Linked DNA regions of Gossypium hirsutum: region 2 is linked to region 1. A link is a contact called in public Hi-C data. All regions are on one chromosome and are shown on one strand. Each heading gives the region's core, a stretch centred on a gene start, on an enhancer-like site or on the middle of the called end of the contact. The rest is flanking DNA. Distances are from core to core; before and after follow the strand shown. Region 1 holds the start of LOC107897720. Region 2 overlaps LOC107897714 (a long non-coding RNA gene).

Region 1 (2,560 bases), core at 24-2,523:
CATTTATGGATTTGCCAACATTTTTCTATTTACTTTTTTAAAAAATTGAAATTTGTGACCAGAGTGTATGCTATGCTACACTTACAAGAAACTCCTGAACCTTAATTTTATTCCCCGTGGATCAAGTAAAGTGTAAATATTTTTGGGCATTCAAGTCTGCTTAATAACAATCCATTCCTTGACAGTGGTAATTAAATAGGTGTCAGCATGCGGAACCGCATATTTTAGGTAACTTTTAATATAATTTTTTAAAATAATTTTGGTGATTTTTAATATAATGCAAAAATTGTTGGTAATAATTTTGATAGCATTTATTTAGTTTTGGTAATATTTTCAAAAAAAAAAACCTTAGTGAAAAAATTAGATCTAATTTTATTAACACTTAATGTAAGTTTTCATTCAATGTTCAATTTGTCATACGAGTTTTTTTGTCTTTGTTAAATACTTGAATTTGGTTATAATATTTAATTTGATATTTAAATTTTTTTTATCTTTATTAAGTACCTGTATTTTTTATTAGAGTACATATGTTAAATATTCATGAAGTATTAAATTGAATATTAAAATTAAATATAAATACCAAATTAAGACAAAAGAAACTTAAATACCAAATTGAAAGTGTGAATTGGCATATTATCGCTTAGCTTGTGTGGGCCTTGTGAGGTGGCCGAGCTGAGCAGGTTAGATTACAAAATAGACCTCGGACGCCTATATACAATAAATAGAAAAAGTTAAGCCAAGATGAATTAAACTGAGTTGCTGAAGTTTCATGATTGGATATGAAAAATTATTGCATTTACTATGAGAATGATTATTTATATTACCATTACAATTACGTGATGGCTGATTAATTCACATCCAACTAACTTTTTTATTAATAGCCTTTAATTTATCTTAATTATTTTTTTCTTTTTATATCAAATTGCAAAAATTTCTCACCTTTAAATATTTTAATTTCATCTAAATTTAGCAATTTTGTCAACAAAAAACAAAGAAAAGATTTTTAAATATTTTCTTTAATCAAAATGAATCTAGTGTTTTATTTTGAAACTTGTTTATATTAGTATAAAAATGATTTGAATAGAGTTATAATTAACTAAAGACAATAATTTACTTAATATAATAAAAAAAATATTTAAGACACTAGTCAATAAAATAATCCAATTAAATTTCACAAAGAGAAGGACAAGGCCACGAGGCACAAGCTGTCTTAGGTTAGGAGCCGGCTCAACATATATATATTTTTTCGTTATTACCCAAAAGCTCCCGTTCAGAAACTCGACATCTTTGCATCCCAAGGACAGCGAACCATGGGCATAATAGTCATTTAACTGAACCAGATTTCATTGCCGATCAAAATACAGGCTCGCTTTCCACCTCCATGGCCATGTACGAACTTTCCACTTTCAGTTTTGAGCTTGGAATCAATCACGTAAACCAAAATCGTGTCCCTAAGTTAAACAATCTAATTAGCTTGCTAAAAAATTACACCCTCCTTCGTCACCTCTTCTCGCGATTCATCGAAGGTAGATTTCTACTCACATTCTTGATTGCAAGCTCTAGGGTTTTCTTTTTTCTACTTTCTTGATCAATTTATTTTTTTGTTTCTTTGATTGAGTTTTTATTTCAGTTTTATTCTCTAATTTTCGTTTTGATTTAATTGTTAGGGGTTTCTGCATATTTGTATTAGTATTTAATTTTTTATTTTGTTCAATTGCTGAGGTTCGACGAATTAAGTAGGATTGAGATGTAAACTTGAGGAATTAGAGGATAAATTGGTAATTTTTGAGCTTAAACTGGCTTTACTGTGTTAAACGGAGCATTTCATTTGATGAAACTAGATTATGTTGATTAGTCAAAAAAATGAAGAAACATTGAGGAATTTAACTGAGATAATATTTTGTCTCGCTTTTTTCTGGTTTGTTTCAATCTTGGCTTGGATTTAATTTAAGTAAGGAAAGTGAAGTTGAAGGCAATTATTCGTATCCTTGTGCCATGGTAAAAAATTCTAGGAACACAAGAGCAACGATTAGGGAATAATTCAAATGGGAATGCTTTCTTACCGACTACTATGATCTATAAGTATCCTCCATTTGAGATCACATTGAGTTCAGCCAGTTAAGTAGTGTTGGTTATCTTAAGTTATAATCTCGGTGAGATTGATATTTAATTTATTGATATATATTATATATCTTTTTAGTCTGTTGCTCAGCTGGAGGTATAGTAAAATAAATGGCAGTGTTCAGCTGCTCGAGTTTGGTTATTTTGCTGAAATTTATTTGTTGGGCTAACTTTTTTTGAACTATGATTCTATCTTAAGTCATAATGTGTTAATGATATGGTTGTAGAAGGTTTTTCCACACATAAACCCTGATTTCTAACTTTATATCAATCTCTGATTCATGATTCTGATTCTGATTCTGATTCTGATTCTGATTCTGATTCTGATATGTTTGTTTTATTAAATTTGTGCTGCAGAGATGGGCAAACAGCCTTAGTAGCAATTTTTGTTTTGATGCATGAGAGGTGATTTACATAAAGGAGTTATACAGTTTAGAAA
Region 2 (2,560 bases), core at 31-2,530, 180 kb after region 1:
GTAGGTTGAATAGTCTCCCCAAATGGGCTTGCATATGTTATTGATGTTATATGTATTTTGAAATAGGCCTATGGGCCATACTGTTATCTGAATAAGGGGCTAAGGCCCAGTTTATTGTAATCTGAAAAGGACTCTGGTCCAATACCATTGTTACCTAAATGGGCTTAAGTCCAATAGGCTTGAGCTGACTTAAGTTTTGAATGAGATTTCCTTACACATTAAGTTTCCCCAAACTCACCCCTTTTATTTTCATCTACGCAGGAAATCCCCAACCGGAGTGGGCTTGAAGCTGTGAAGGAATTCGGAGTGACCACCCGTTCTGAAAGGTTTGGACTTTTAAATGTAATAAGGTCGTTTAATTATTTTTGATGGTTTTAATATGTATTACTAAGTTAGGTATTACTTATTTTAACTGTTAAATTGGATAACATTAGGGCGCGTTTTAAAAAAAAATTGATTTCAAAATAACACGACAACAAGCAAAGCTTCCGCAATAAAAGTATTTTCCATAATTAATCACTTTTCCTGAAAAAGACTTAATCAAATCGGTTTCCTAAAAATATACATGACGTTAAAGTATGACAATGACGGTGTGCATGTCTAGGATTGGATCCGAAGGGAGCTTATTACTTAGGTAATCTGATAGACTCACCTCCGCTTTTCCGGTTTCCTACCTGGTGCACAACTTCCATTCAATTTAACCTATAATAAAATTATCTTTTAAAACACTAAGTAAGTTTTTCTTGATCAACAATATAAAATGTTTTTAACGCTTCGATATGGCATGTCAGATTCGGCCACAATGTCTGGACCGGGTTTGGGATGCTACATCTTGTGGGTGTTTTTTCTTTTCTGAATCTTGGTTAAAGAGGGGTTTTGGCTGGTTGTAAGTGTTAATTGAAGGGCTGAATATCATACATCAGCGTTCTAAGGGCATAGAATTCCTATTATTCATTAGAAGGTAAGGTTGTAGATGGTTTTCGAGAATTGTTTGTTCGTAGCAATTTGGATTAAGTGACTGAAGTTGTGTTTTATTGTCGAATATAGGTTCTGGAGTGCTTGGGAGTGATTACATGTCGAAATCGAACCAAGTCTGTACTCAAAACACCAAAAATGAAGATTGATGAAATGTTGAAAAAGCATTATGTCGACGCCACTCGAGCGTGTGATCGCCCATGTGGAAGGTCGTGTGACGAAACACGGGAGTGTGAGCAACGAGCCAGGCTGTGCGCTCCTCACACAGTCGTGCAATGGTTAGGTAAGTCGTGTTTGACATATGGCTCGACCAATTTGGGCCGTGTTGGCCACACGTGTGAGCCCACACGGGCGTGTGAGATGTTGGGCTAGGCTATGTGATCCACACGGCCAAGGCCAATCTGGGCCGTTTGGGCTACACGAGCAGATCACATGGGCATGTGAACCCAATTTAATGATTTGTTTGCTAAGGTTTCACGGGTCGCCCAAGACGACTGTGAACCTACTATTGGGTCGGTAAGCAATGCTTTGATTCCCTAATTGACTGAATGATATATGTATAACTGTATACTGAGCATGATTAGAATAATGAACTGATTATATGCATGACACTATGCGATAACATGCTATGACTGTATGTTGCATTGCATTGGGATGATATATGTGGAGAAAGTGTACTGAAAGGCTTTAAGCCTAATACACTGATAGCTCAGCTACAAATTACTATCTAGTGCTACTTTCGGTACTATTTTAGACTATATTTAATTTGTATACTATCTGTTTGTTTACACGGAAAATTACACACTGAGTTTACATAAACTTACCCCTCCTGCTTAATCTGGGCAGGTAATTCCCAGACTTGAAGAATCAATGCAACAAAGGACATGGTGGTGGCCACACAAACCTAAATTTTTCTTCAACTTTGGGTATTTTAATTTTAAATTATATTCTAGGGTAATTTTTAATGTAAATTACGAATTTTCTGGGACTTTGACTTAATTTGAGTTATTATTTATTTTTTTCGAATTTATAACTGCTAAGACGTTTAAATCAAAAATACAAAGTTTCCTCTAAACACGCGATTTACTCAAAACAACTTAAAAAAACTTCCGCAATAAATTTTACAAAAAAGTTTGACTAGATAAGTAACGATTTTAAGGTTAAGTGAAAACAAATAGAAAATTATTTTATCGTAACAACCTAGTTTCAACCACTATCACGAGACATCACCATGGTATCACCAGATTCAGCTAAAACGTCTAGACTAGATTTGGGTTACTACAAGCATATTTTAGGAAAAGATAACTTAATTATTGATAGCCTGATTAAGATGGTTCGTACTAAACGACTAGGCTCAAGATTGTTTGAATATCCATCTTTGAAGGTCTAAGTTTATTAGCTTTGTATCTTACCAAATTAGTCTTCAAAGGTAACAACAATAGTGAAGACTTGGAGGAAATATTCTTTTCTTTTGTTTTGTCGTTTAGTGGAATAAAAAAGATGAAAGAAAATTATCTCTCTCTTTCCTTCCACCATTTAATCATTAATAATAACTTTTAGTTAATAGGATAATTAATAATCAATG

The links. Hi-C and Micro-C count contacts between places; a contact is called where the count stands out from the background.
Region 2: a contact with region 1 is called in a Hi-C map of leaf, with 4 times the contacts expected there. The contact joins the enhancer-like site here to the promoter of LOC107897720 in region 1. A contact is called at or near these places in 8 of 34 Hi-C or Micro-C datasets (anther, callus, hypocotyl and 2 more).

Annotation. Positions count from the first base shown.
Region 1 is chrA06:19,191,476-19,194,035 of Gossypium_hirsutum_v2.1, forward strand. It overlaps LOC107897720, which reads left to right and starts at 1,274. Exons shown (of 16, transcript XM_041115282.1): 1 at 1,274-1,526; 2 at 2,479-2,560. It overlaps LOC107897721 (protein ALP1-like), which reads left to right. Exons shown (of 1, transcript XM_016823271.2): 1 at 1-2.
Region 2 is chrA06:19,366,586-19,369,145 of Gossypium_hirsutum_v2.1, forward strand. It overlaps LOC107897714 (a long non-coding RNA gene), which reads right to left. Exons shown (of 6, transcript XR_001684261.2): 6 at 2,336-2,560. Among protein-coding and RNA genes, the nearest start is that of LOC107897714, 5.9 kb to the right of the region's middle. Within about 2 kb of position 1,281, at least 1 of the 9 cell types and tissues checked has an H3K27ac peak or open chromatin away from gene starts, as enhancers often do. A contact at or near this core is called in leaf, where this site is marked.